3 separate regions of the Zea mays genome follow, and regions 1 and 2 are each linked to region 3. Evidence: chromatin contacts called from public Hi-C data. All regions are on one chromosome and are shown on one strand. Each heading gives the region's core, a stretch centred on a gene start, on an enhancer-like site or on the middle of the called end of the contact. The rest is flanking DNA. Distances are from core to core; before and after follow the strand shown.

The links. A called contact is a pair of places that touch in the nucleus more often than the background predicts.
Region 1: a contact with region 3 is called in a Hi-C map of leaf, with 4 times the contacts expected there. The contact joins the promoter of LOC100282638 here to the promoter of LOC100303858 in region 3. A contact is called at or near these places in 2 of 25 Hi-C or Micro-C datasets (both in leaf).
Region 2: a Hi-C map of ear shows a contact between it and region 3, with 2.1 times the contacts expected there. The contact joins the promoter of LOC103633022 here to the promoter of LOC100303858 in region 3. A contact is called at or near these places in 4 of 25 Hi-C or Micro-C datasets (ear, endosperm, leaf mesophyll and 1 more).

The regions. Positions count from the first base shown.
Region 1 is chr7:145,568,272-145,572,527 of Zm-B73-REFERENCE-NAM-5.0, forward strand. LOC100282638 (polymerase delta 4) reads left to right here and starts at 1,600. Exons shown (of 3, transcript NM_001143206.1): 1 at 1,600-1,698; 2 at 2,810-3,003; 3 at 3,141-3,536. The coding sequence starts at 2,829. The coding sequence ends at 3,361.
Region 2 is chr7:145,512,539-145,517,311 of Zm-B73-REFERENCE-NAM-5.0, forward strand. It overlaps LOC103633022, which reads right to left and starts at 3,281. Exons shown (of 1, transcript XM_008654713.4): 1 at 2,248-3,281. The coding sequence starts at 2,849. The coding sequence ends at 2,595. It overlaps LOC103633021 (a long non-coding RNA gene), which reads left to right and starts at 3,394. Exons shown (of 2, transcript XR_556285.3): 1 at 3,394-4,196; 2 at 4,705-4,773.
Region 3 is chr7:145,915,254-145,920,078 of Zm-B73-REFERENCE-NAM-5.0, forward strand. LOC100303858 reads left to right here and starts at 2,472. Exons shown (of 2, transcript NM_001366623.1): 1 at 2,472-2,564; 2 at 2,641-3,216. The coding sequence starts at 2,699. The coding sequence ends at 3,031. It overlaps LOC100279891 (inositol 1, 3, 4-trisphosphate 5/6-kinase family protein), which reads left to right and starts at 3,421. Exons shown (of 12, transcript NM_001152843.2): 1 at 3,421-3,789; 2 at 4,200-4,235. The coding sequence starts at 3,646. LOC109940939 (a long non-coding RNA gene) reads left to right here and starts at 146. Exons shown (of 2, transcript XR_002263718.2): 1 at 146-415; 2 at 625-969.

The DNA.
Region 1 (4,256 bases), core at 350-2,849, 350 kb before region 3:
GTGCCTGAAGTTCTTTAGTTTGTTACAACCACAAATTGCTATCCAAATGTCTCTGTTACCTATCGAATTCTCTTAACTGTACATGTGACTATAACATCAGCTGAAAGAAGTTTCCCAAAATCGAAGCTATTGAAGAACGGTTTAAGGTCAACATATTACAAGAAAAATTGAATGGCCTGACCATGTGTTGCAATGAGATAATGTCCTAGACAAAATTGATCTTGTCGTTATTCTTAAGAATTTTGCATCAAGAAATACTCGAAGGATTTATTAATAAGCGTTGAAGCATAAGTGTCATAGGTTACTAGAGTTTGGATTTAATTTCAAGTAGTCAGTTAATAATATGAGTTTATCTTGTTGCTTTTTTTGGTTTACAATACAAATTTGTTTATAAGAATGAAATGCTTATCTAGTTATCTACTTCATTGTTTGTTAGGCTACAAATAAATAAATACTTTAAATCTAAGGGGCCTTTATTTCATAGTCGCTTAGGGATCTAAAAATGTAGAGCCAACCCTGTATAGGCGATATGGTTCAAAGACTAAGAAATATATTTAATTCTCTCTATACTACTACATGAATGTATACATATTTAGAGAGAGCACGTCTTACATTATGAGGCGAATAAAATATAGTTACGAAGGGAGTATAATAAAGTAATAAATTTGTTATGTCGAACAAGTAACTTTAGGTTCTTGGTTAATTATATACTCATAGTATATCTATTTGTGTCATAATTTTTTGTGATTTCTCTATAATTCAGCCAACCTTTATATGCTCTGATTTCCAAAAAAAGTTGGAATTTGTGTGTGTATATAATACTAAAATATAAAAGTCTGTTAAGGGAGAACTTATAAACGGATTACGATATTTCTTTTTATTTTTTAGGGGTTTGGATCTATTCATTTAAGTGGAATTGAAATTTACTTAATAAAGTAAACTATTTAGCTTAGAATTTAATATTACACAACTTTTCAAAGTTTAGATATAAATGTATCTCAAATTTATGGGGTGGAGGATGAGAAATAATTTTATGTATCAGTAGAATTTATTTCTACTCTACAACTTATATGATGCTTTTTGACTCACTCTTAATTAGTAAAAACGTAGCATATAAGTATCTTCGACATCTTGCTAATAATAGTATAAAAATATATTTTGTATAAAATCAAATTAGTTTAATTAAGATGTGCCTAAATTAATATTACGTCCTGTTTGGATTATTGGAATTGAAATTCATTTTAATAATAATAATTTAGGGATATATCAATTAACATAATTCGGTGTTATGCAAAATATATTTGTATACTATTATTAACAAGATGCTGAAGACATTTATGTGCTATATTTTTACTATAGAGGAGTGAGACAAAAAGTATCATATAAGTTAAAGAGTATAAACAAATTCTACTAATGTATAAAATCATTTCTCACTCTTCATCCATAAATTTGAGATAAACTTATATCTGAACTTTCAAAAATGATGGAATGTCAAATTACAAACTAAATAAGTTATTTTATTGAGCTTGCAGTCGGGTGTGTCGGGTGTGTCCCCACTCTCCATTTCTCAGCGTGCGCGCTCTCTTCTCTCTCTTTTGTGGTAACTGGCGGCGGCCGACGCCGACGCCCTAGCTCACGTCTTCGTCGGTCCCTTCCCAGCCTTCGTCGCGTCCTTCGCCGTCGACGAGAACACACGAGGTATGAGCACCTTTTCTCTTGCGTTCCTGTGGGGAACCGGACACCCGAACCCTAACTTAAGCTCTTTGGCTATTTGTAATCGGATCTAATCTCATTTCAAGTGTATGCATGCCTGCTAATTTCGATTTTGTTTGCAAAAAATATTGGGTATACATGTGTAAGTCCATGTCCTTTACCGTGACCGTCGCTGCTGCCGTTCCAATTGATCCATCAATCGGTCGATTAGGTTCGTCATCTACTCATCTTCGTCTTTTAGCGCGCTAGGTGTAGAATACTATTTAGGCCTTGTTTGATGAGATTAAAAAAATTAGTAGAGATTTTGACTTGCTATGGATTTATATCCACCCAACCCCTCGAATCCATATGGATTGAGATAAAAACGACAAACCTTTAGTTGGCACCATTGGGCTTCTTGTAATCTTGGTTCTCAAGTAGGCCTTATTCGGTTGCATCTGGATCGAAGGGGATCAAACCAAACAAGCCCGGTACGGTTGCAGTTTAATTTGAAAAGACATCGGGATTCAACCGAACATCCAATCCGTGCTCTGGAAGCGCAATGGATTGGCGACCGAGGAGCATTTCTAATGTTTCCTTCAGGACATGAGCATGATGATTGTCATTATTCAAGATCGTTCTTTCTTGAAAACATTGCCTATGCATATCCAAGTGACCATAATATATATGATGATAATATTAGATTACTGCTACATTAGATCCGACTGTATGCATTTTAGCTCTACTACAATGATGCTAACAGTTTAGTGAACAGTGACTGGACCAATGTTTCACTACCTAAGGGCTGACTATATGCAAATTGGTTATATTGCAATGATGCTAGCAGCTTCGTAAACATCGACCGGGGGTCCGGGGCCAGTGTTTCACTACCTACAGCAGTACAGCTGCCCATTTTCAGTTCTTTATTTACACAATAGTACAATACCATGTTTCATGCTCAGGATTAGAGCTCTTGATGTTAGGGTTTCTGGTGGCTCTTTGGATGCACTCTTGTAGTGTAGGAGTATATATACCTTTCAACCAAAGGGGAAAAAAAATCCAGAGTAGGTCTGATTCCAAATTTTCTGCTGGAAGGAATTCAAGGAAACACTTGCAGGACTGAAGAATAGAGAAACATGTCGTCTGGTGGTGTGAAAGATTTTTACCGGCAGAAAAAGAAAGGAGGCGTGGCGAAGACAGCTTCATCCTCAAAGAATAAGACACGGCATTACACTGGTGGGGCTTCTGTTGGTGCCTCAGATGCAGCTCAGACATCAGCTCTAGTTTCTCATGGCTCCTGGGATCTCAAAGGTACTCTTGCTACATGCCGAGGGTAACGGGATAATAGGAGTAACCCTCTTTAATTTCTGTGCTCCTCGCATTGTTGGGAAGTGTAGAAGTCCTCTTCTGATACTCTAATCCTGTTGCTTGTGAAAATGTTGCTGCAGATGACTTTGGTGATGAAGAAGAGCAGCTGCGACAGTTTGACGTGGACATGAAGTTTGGTCCTTGCATCGGTGTTACTCGGCTTCAGCGCTGGGAGCGAGCCTCTGCCATGGGCCTCCAGCCACCAGCTCATCTCCGGGACCTCCTACTGCACGCGGCATCGACAAAGAATCGCGGTGGCGGTAGCCCCTCTGTCGAGTGCCTTTGGGAGGGTAAAGTCTAGAAGAAATATCTTCTAATCCCCCATCCCAGGTCAACTTCAGGTGGTTAACTGGAGACGCTTGTTGTACCATGCAGCCTCTTGTTGATGTATGTTGGCACTCGTTTGTTTCTCCAAGGCACGTGTTCGGTAACAGTATATAGATGGCTACCTGTGCGTATGTTGGCGCACTTCATGCTGAATTCTCTTCTCGTATTGAGATCCTGTTGCGTTGTCTGTATCTGAGTGCGTCAAGCACGCACATGAACACATCTCCTATGTGCTGCCAGTTGCATTGTGATCGACCGTTTTGGGTGCTGCGATTTGACGCTTATTTAGCAGTCAAATCACGTGGGTAGCGGTCCATCTACCTCACGAGTGTTTTTTTCCCGGCCTCCCTGGCCGGGCCGCATTTAGCAGCAACATTGGCTACGTTGCCGTACCCATGCTGAGAAAAGTCTCCGTCCAGAGCTTTTACACACACAGCTGCGTAAAGATTGGGCTGAATGACCATGCTCGTGCGCAACTGTGTATGATTGTACAGTATGTAGTACCGAACCGAACGATGAAAGCTCACGCAAACGAGACCATGACCGAATGACGTACTGTATATATGTACAAAAGACCAACCGTCAAGACGCGTGGAACGACGAGTAGTAGTGGTGCATACAGTGCTAGCATGTTTTTGTGATGGGTGGAGCTTCTCCAGTGCCGATGGCTAAATGGCTTCGGAGGAACGTATAGATGGGAGGCTCGTGTACATGATGTACATATTAAACCATCATCGTTTTTCTTAGTTCTAACGTCTCTGGTTGCTCAGTAGATCTAACACTATCTATTGGTCTTCTCATGGTTGGAGATGATACTTTATTGGCTCGATTCATCCTCCATCATCAAAAAGTAATCGCTTTATCTAGGT
Region 2 (4,773 bases), core at 2,031-4,530, 400 kb before region 3:
TGTAGCGCGGCGAGAGACAAAGAAGGCACATTATTACATGCATCCTGCTGGCTGGTGCGTGTTGAATTCTGCAATCCAGCAGCTGTTGCTGACCGCAAGGCTAGGTATTCGTCGCGTGCGTGGTGCCCGAATTTTTTGCTTTTTAACCCTCCCTCGGAAAAAAATTCACGTTTGGACCTTAGAAAATTTTAATGTCATTTTTGGACCCTCTCGGCGCCATAGGCTATGGCGCCGAGGTACGTGCTGCGTTGGCACAAACGGACGTCGTGGCGTCGACGTGGCACCGAGCTCGGCGCCATAGATCTTGGCGCCGAGCTCAGTTTTGTATACAAAGCTGGTCTAGCTCAGTTGGTAAAAACAAGGCTCTTAACCTTGTGGTTGTGGGTTCGAACCCTATGGTAGGTGTTTTTTAATACCTTTTGTCTTTGTCACTTATTTGTTTTTTTTGTACAGATTTTTCGTTTATGGCTCAGGTTAAAGAGTGCCGAGATTTTCTTGATCGCAGGGATGCGATGCATCGGTGTTGATACAAGGTAACGATACCGAGAGGACGGATCCTGCAAACCTCTCGCTTGGTGGGTTCAATGTCATCGATGCAGCAAAGAGGTTGCTTGAAGCTGTGTGCCCTGCGACTGTTTCTTGCAGCGACATTGTCGTCCTCGCCGCAAGAGATGCTGTTGTATTTGCAAGTAACAGTCCAACCGGATCAAACCTCTTGGCTTTTTTTTTCTATGCTAATAATGTACTCAAAACTGTATGTACGCTCCAATAGCTACCTTGGTGCTGAACTTGAACATGGAACATCTCGTACAAACAATAGTACCGGTCTTAACTACCTAGCTGAACATAGGCCTACACAGAATCTCGCTAATAAATGCTTAAGGGATTAGATCTCTACGCCATCAATGATTGATTGTTTCTGGCCCCACACATATATATGGTACGTTGTGAGTGTGACCAAACATCTGCATGATATAGATTGCATACTAGGATTAGCTCAGTTCTGTACACAAAGCTGGTCTAGCTCAGTTGGTAAAAACAAGGCTCTTAACCTTGTGGTTGTGGGTTCAAACCCTATGCCTTTTGTCTGTCACTTATTTGTTTTTTTACAGATTTTTCGTTTATGTCACTAATTTGTCTGTCCAAATTTATTTCTCATCTAGATTTTTTTGTTTTTGTGACTGATTTGTTTATTCGTCCAGTTTTTTTTTGTTCGCTGACTGATTTGTTTTTTCTCGCCGGATAAAAAAATCTTGACGAATATTTTTTTGTTCGCTGACTGATTTGTTTTTGCTCGCCAGATAAAAAAAATATGGACGAATAAACAAAACAGTCACAAAAACAAAAAAAAAATCTAGATGAGAAATAAATCTGGACGGATAAATCAGCGTCATAAACGAAAAATCAGAACAACAAAAAAACAAATAAGTGACAAAGACAAAAAAGTATTAAAAATGTTCACGGTGGGGCTTGAACCCACAACCACAAGGTTAAGAGACTTGTGTTTTACCAACTGAGCTACAGAGGCTCTGTGTACAGAACAGAGCTCGGCGCCAAGGGCGCCGAGCTCGGTGCCACGTCGGCGCCACGCCGTCCGTTTGTGCCAGCGCAGCACGTATCTCGGCGCCATAGCCTATGGCGCCGAGCTGTGTTACCTCGGTGCCATAGGCTACGGCGCCGAGCAAAGGGTCCAAAAATGACATTAAAATTTTCTAAGGTCCAAACGTGAATTTTTTTCCGAGAAAGGGTCAAAATGCAAAAAAAATGGGAGTGGTGCTTGTGCTGACTGTCACTTTTTAGAAATAAGCTGCTCAATTATATTTCACATGCATGGATCTGACGCGTATACAAGGAAAAAACGAAGCAACGAGCTCAGCGATGAACACACATTGAGGCACGTGCGGTGTCGGTGTGCTTCCGTGCTTGGCCGGCTAGCTGGCCGCCCATGCATTTCAGTGGCCATTCAGTACGCGCGCGCGTGTACTCACAATTTGACGAGCGGGTGCGGGTTGCACTTGCACGTCATCAAAGCTTAACAGCAACTACTTACTCCACTAACAATACATTATACATACATACTCCTATATAGAAGGTAGAAGCAAAAGCAGCAGCTAGCACAAGAAAGACACATCTTCCGTTGACCAGATCAACGACAGATGCCTCTTCTTCTCTATTTGACGATAGAGACGAAAGTTAGGCACGTCACGTGTATTTTTAAGGGAAAAAATATGTATGTATGCAAAACGGTTTACATAAATACTTGCACTATATAGCTCAATTCATGACCTTATTGAAACAACGACATATATAATAATAATGTAAAAGAAAGTACAAACCAAAGCGTTTGCGCACACAGCCTAACATATATACTCCACTACTAGCTAGCAGTACGTGTCGATCTAGTGACGACGACGACGACAAAGGTATGAAAGAATCATATCTAGTGTATAAGTGCGTGCTCTTAATTAGCACTTTAGTACAATCATATTTGTACTATCATCACAGCTAGCAGAGAGAGAATCTATACAAAAGCTCCATACGTACGGCGGTACGCCACCATCTGCTCGCTAATGCTTGGCCAATACGTACGTACGCTAGTGACCGGGGCCCTTCGGGCTGGGCCCGGCCGGCAGCCTGGCCAAGAGCATCTCCACCGTCTCCACCACCGCCGGGTACACCTGCCGCAGGTACGCGGGCGTCGTCGTGGCCGTGGCCTCCTCCTCCTCCCCGCCGCCGCCGCCGCTCGCTGCAGGCGCCGGCCTTGCGGCGCTCGCGCACGCAGTAAGGAAGGCGAGCGCCACCAGCACGGCGACGAGGGCCGCCGCGAGCTGCCTCGACGACAAAGCCATGGCGCGCGCGCGCGCGCTCAGCCGCCGGTGGAGCTTGATCTATCCAATTAAGTAGTGGACTGGAAGATCGAGCTTGTTAGGCCGCCGGCCGGCCTTGGGCGCTAGCTTGGGCTTTTGATCGGCGCGTGCGTGTGGGTTTTGGCAGCTGGGCGAATGTGCGCGAGCTGAGTCGTTGTTGGTGCCGATTGATCGATCGGTGCGGCGCACTGCTTTTATAGAGCTAGCTAGGGGTCGGTCGGTGGCGCTGCGCGCAGTAGTGGCGGCCGGGGGTCGGTTGGATTTTGATTGGATCCTGACGCGGTTGCTGAGGCATGAGGTAGCTAGCCTAGCTACACGGTGGAAAGGGAGGGAGCCGCCGTGGTGTGTGAGCGCGTGATGTGCACTAGACTAGACGAGAAGAGACTGGTGGTGACTGCTGGAGGATCGGAGCCGGCCGGCGAATGTCGCGTCCCGTGGACGACGCAGCTTCGTAGTGACTCGCGTGCGGCATATGTGCTCTGTGTTGACCACGCATCTCTTATATTAAAAGCTACGGGGATTCTTGGTCCCTCGGAGCAGCCACGTCGCTCAGAAAATGTTAGTCGTTCGATCTCAACACCCGATCTCTCTCAACGTCCGATGTTTGAATCAACGCGATGGTGCACAAGCCCAACGCTCGCTTCGCTCTTTCGTCCTCGCGAGGCTGCTGCCCACCACCAGCGTCTTCTCTCTCCCGTCCTCGTGAGGCCACCGCCCACCAACGCTACCGCTGCGTCCTACATCGTCTCGCCCTCGCCCACCTCGTCGTCCGGAGCTTCGCTCTCCCATCCTCGCGAGGCTGTCGCCCACCACCGCCGCCTTCTCTCTCTTGTCCTCGCGAGGCCGCTGCTCAATAAAGTTGTCGCCGCATCCTGCATCCCCCTCGCCCTCGCCCACCACCGCCGCCTTCTCTCTTCTGTCCTCGCGTGGCCGCTGCTCAATAAAGCTGTCGCCGCATCCTGCATCCCCCTCGCCACCTTGTCGTCCGGAGGACCTAGCATCCAGATCCGTCGCCCGAGCTGCTATACCCGCCGGTTGTCACCATCTATTTATTCATTGTTAGAAACTTGGGTTTAGTGCTCAGGAGATTTCCACATGTAAGATTTTCATCTACTTGAGAAGATATGGCAGAGACATACCTTTGTTATTTTGAACTGAAACATTGTCGAACACTGTTAGGTGTCCATCGATGTTGTTGGTGTTAGGTGTCCATCGATGTTGTTGGCCTGGTAGATGAGTGGGTTGCTCGTTGTTTTGAAGAACTTGATTATGTAAATGTAAATTATGGGGAAATGACACTTTGCTGACGTGATGAAAGATCTTCCATAGGTAATTACTCTGGTAGCCATAAATTTTCCCTGTGGAAGTGGGAAGTTGTGTAACAAGATGGTTTATAACATCTATACTCTATATTGTTACTGAATACAACATGTAGAAATTTATTGGAAAATTCACTTTTGTTAATTTAATAGAAAATCCCCCAGGTTGTTGTACCAAAGACTTACCATAGATACACATCTAGAAAAGTTCTTACCACACAAGAGAGAGAGAGAGAGAGCACATAGGACGATGTTGGACCATTGGTCAGTGTAGGAGTCATTTGCTATCTGAAATAGGTTAGTTTGGAAATCATTTCTTTACATCTTATAAATACTATCCACATCTTACATGATCGAACATATGCATGCACTCACTTGCTGAAGGTAAGGAATAATGCTCTTCAGTCTTCACCATCTTTTCCATAGTATTCCTGTCTTACATGATTGAAAATATGTGTGCACTCATGTCACCTTTTTTAGAGAAAGTATCTTCATGCTATATTTATTGTTATTTGCAGTTGCTTGATACTGGGTTCTTCCACATTGATCCACATCTAGGCAATATGATCAGAACACCTGACGGAGAT
Region 3 (4,825 bases), core at 1,222-3,721:
TACTTGCACCAGCGGACCAGCCGAAGCAGCGACTGCTGATGCGTACTGACTCGCTGATCGTCATCAACCATGCCGCGCGAATTGCTGATGCCATCGCCCTCCTTCCCGTCTCACCACACCTACCTTGTCAACGTAAGGTTTGACCGTGGAAAGGGTGTATCGTCGCGGTCCCGGTTGTTGTGAATCTAAGCAAAGGCTGAGTGAGCACCAGAAAGCTTCACGCCTTGCGGTGTCGAGGTCCAAGTTCATGGCAGGACACACGCATTGCACTGACATGTTTAGTTAGACGATCTTGCCTGCATCAGACATGTTTAGATCCTTCCTGCTCGTCTTCGCCGTGGGCTACTCGCTCGGCCTCCTGTCGTCGTCCACCCGGCCGTCACCGAGACCGTCCCAGACGCAGTGGCGGAGACAGGTATGGAGCCACTAGAGCTCAGGCCCTACTCTTGGACCAAATAATTATTAGAGGGTGAAGTATGTTTTAAAGGATTGAGAGAATTTGTATAATCCGTTCATGGTTATATGTACTATCATTTATATATTTGCATGATTTAAGATTTTCTAGCTGATATAAATATTTGTTAGTGCTCTACATTTAGAGAAATCATGTCTCCGCCACTGCAGACGACGATCGTACGACCGCGCACCTCACCGACACCGCCTACGCGGCGAGGAACGAGAACGACGCGGCTGCGTCAAGGTCGACCTACCCACGTCCGCCTCCGCACGACCTGTTCCAGTTCAAGGAGGAGTGCGGGGAGCCGGTGCCCGACGACACCGTCGTGCAGACTCTGCTCGACAAGCTCTTCGGCGGCGAGAGCCCCCTACGCGGGCGGCGAGTCTTCTGTTATTCGTGATCTTCACGTTCGCCTTAGTTCTATCTATGTCTTGAACTCTTACATATTGTTGTAGATTTTCAATGAGTCTTTTAATGTTTTCTTGAGATGTTCATCAATTTGATCACCACCACTTTTCTTTTGGTCAAGTCCATGATATACCTTTTGAACTATATTTAGATACACTAATAGCAAATATTGTTAGTCTAAATGGTTATGTTAATTACCAAACACCAAAACTCTATTATCAATGGGCCTCAGTCTATTTTTCTTAGGCCCCGTTTGTTTCGTTATAATTGAATTCCATTTTAATAATTATATTTAGACAAAAGTAATTAAGTTCATATATTTGTATATGTAATATATTTGTATATTTAAGTTCATATATATATATTTATATATATAATATATTTGTATATTATTCTAAATATATGAGAGATATTTATATATTACATTTATGTTATAGCGAAGCAAGTAGAAGAGTATGCTATAAGTTGTACATCGAAAAAATAGCGTGTAAATCTATAGAATCAATTTCTATTTCTCACCCCATGAATTTGAGATAGAGTTATATGATATTTTTGGAAAGTGGTGGAATGTCACATTCTAAAAAAATAGCTTATTCCATTAGTAAGATTTCAATTCATCAAAATGAAAGGAAATAAACGGAACCTTATAGATTTGAACCTCTATAACTAACATGTGTGCTGTTAGCCATAGTGGTACCTAGGATGAGCATATATTGAGCCTACATCTTCTCGCTCTATATATATCCTTAACTGTACGTTTTTTCTCGATTAAGGGCTACGTTATCATAGTGTCATTATGTCATAGCACTACATATTAAATTTAAAATTTTAATTCATCATATGTTAAAAAGTGTAAAAAAGAGAAAGCTCTATTAATATGAAGAATTAAAGAATGACAATTTTTACTTTTTACATCTATTAAAAAAAAAACTCGGCCGGGGAGGGAAAGACCGCCCTCATGGTCCCGGCCGAGAAAATCCCCAAACCTTGGCCCCCCATCACTAGCGGGCCGTCACCGCCCACTCTGCAACGGCCCAGCCGGAGGGTGGCGCGCAGGACGTAACCCGGGAGCGGGTGGGGCACAACGAGGGGATTTTTTTAACCAAGCCATAAATTCGCCCCCGAGGGGGATCGAACCCAGGACCTGGAGGTGCTACTCGAAAGCCTTAACCATTACGCTAGAGGCCCTTTCGCTTTTTTTTACATCTATTAACGTATGGTGAATTAGGATTTGCAGTTTGATATATTGATACAGTAACAATATACATATATAGTTTATAAAGAAATTTTCATACCTTTTGACGATGATTCAGTGATTATATGGAAAGCTTTATTGTACATTTTTTTTGCACCTCTCTCTCTATATATAAGGAGAGACTAAACTAAAGCAAAGTATCTGTAATCTTAGTTGGACTCGCCGTTGGGCAAAGCCATGTTGATTACCAATTTACCACCCGAGATTATCGCAAGTGCATGTGAAGCCTGAAGCCTCTGATTGAGTTTATCTTTTCTTTTTCTCAACCGGTGGTCGTTGGGGAAACATGCAAACTGGAACTTTCACATGCGTGCAGATGCAATCATATCCGACAGCGGTAGTCAGCCAAGGATTATAAAATAAAATCTGAGGGATGCCTCAGTTGCATGCTCTCCAGCGAACCATTTGTTGACATCATGCATGATCTGTATCTGCTGGTTTCCTGTAAGAGCTGTCGCTGAAATATCGAATCGACCCATGTACATAATAATCTCATGCCATGTTCTTTCTGCCACTCCAGGGAAATCTCCATCTCGGTCGCTGCTGTTGCTGAGGTCGGCGGCGCAGATCGTCGCAACATGAGCATGGAGGGGCTCATCCCGTTCGTTTGCGGCGCGATCAGCAAGCGGAGGGCGGCGAAAAGGGCTGTGGACTACGAGCGCCTCTCCTCCGCCGGCGCTCCGCCAACGCGGGGATGGGGACACGAGCGCCTCCCCGGCGGCGCCTACGACCATCCTCGGAGCCAGAGCTGCCGGTTCGCCGCGCGCTCGTCGCCCGACGAGCGCGGTTTCTCCCGTGACGAGGGTGTCCGGGACGAGCCGTCTCCGCCGGGCGGCGACGGGTGGCGTGGTCTGTCCAAGTCCCGGAGGTTCAGTAGCATGCGCTTGTTTGGATGCGTCAGTGGCGCGTAGGAAGAGAAGAATCTGTTTGGATGTCTGGTATCGTGTGCCGCGAGCACAGCTCTGTACAGAAGAAACGATTTGACGAGTAAATAAATCGAGTGAAATGTAGCGCTTGCTGCGAGCTGCGACTGCAAAGCACAATCTTGCGTTCTCGCTGATGCAAATGAAATACACAACGGACGCATTTGTTCAAATCACTGTTAACTTGTTGCATCACCATGACATAAACCAGTGAACTTTTTTTCGACTGGGAAGACAAAAGGATATATTTTTTTTAATATGATGATGAAGGCAACGGATCTGATTCCCTGAAAGTTGAAAAGCTAGGCTGAGATTTTTTTTTTCTGCTAAGGAAAAGGGGAATTATTCTGACCTGCTGCGCTGCACCTGCACATCTGTTCGCCTTCCTCCCGCCAGGTGCCGCCCATGCGCCCGTGGGGGCCACGCCTGCTACTGACACCTGGGCCCACAGATCAGGAGCTTCCCCTTTCCTATGCTATGCCCGGCTCCAGGTGACCAGGTTCAGCAGGCGTTCGGCCCGGCAGCCCCCAAGTCCCATCGCCGAGCAGAAAGTCAGGAACAGAACTCAGGCGTTGGCGATTGGCATCTCCCTCCCCTAAGCCATGGCTACCGGGCGGCCCGTACGACTCGTGCTGGATGCCTCCCTCCTCCTCGACCCCTCCTCCACCAGGGAGGCGGCGGCGGTGGCGCTGCGGCCCGGGGTAGAGGAGTTGCTGCGGCGGTTGCGCTACTCCAACCTGAGCGTGGTATGAGTGGCTTGGTTTTCTGTCTATCGGCGCGATTCGTCGTTGTTTTGCTAGATGAGTTGGCTGAGATCTTACTGTTTACTAGTGCCGTACTGTTCGAGGAAATGTTCTCGCGGATAGATTGTCCCAGGAACTTGGCTAAAAGCTCAACTTTTCCGTTTCTCTCTCCTGTTATTAATGCCATACGCTGGAATGTTTCTTACAATGTACTCCTATTAGTAATCCTAGACATCTGGACTTAGGATCCCGTTTAGGGCTACACCATCTTGTGGTTGACGGGTTCCCCGTGTTCAAGTTTTAGTCCAATATAGTTCAAATGCTTGCTGCCAGTGGATCAGTAGAGCTTACAAGAGTTCATAAACTGAGCAAGCGATGGGCATCTGACTGTATCCTCCTGTATCCTTTTTCAGGCAATCTGCTATGCAGAGGGCATGCCAACTAATGAGGTGCTCTACTGATCTATATTATCATTACATCCCTCTGAGGTTGTCTCTTCAGAAGTTCACATCGACAGTATTTACTTCGTCTTTCCATACTTAGCTATCATGGCCCATGGGGTTATCATCCTGTCTTAAAAGAATGGCATTGTGTTAACAAGGATGAATGAGAAACCAGTCACTTCTAATGGAAAGAGAGTTTATTAATTATTACTGCTGATCTGGTAGCAATGTCCTGTTAAAGTTCTGATTACTGGCATATATTTCAATAATCTTTAGGGGCTGTTTGTTTGGTTCAAAATTTGTTGGATTATATAATTTGGGCAGATTATAATCTCAAACAAACACCCCCTTAATTCAAAATAAGTTAGATTATATAATCTGAGTAGATTATAATCCTAAAACAAACAACCCCTTAGACTTGATCAAATGTTTGTAGCATATGTCCGGAATCCTGATATAATCAAGTGCATGATGAATCATGTCAAGTTCATCATGAAATATTGGACCATTGAATTTTGAATTGAGCGTATGCTATTATTATCCTTCATATCAGAAATAATGGATTTTTTTGTCACTGCCTTTGAGTTTTGAACATT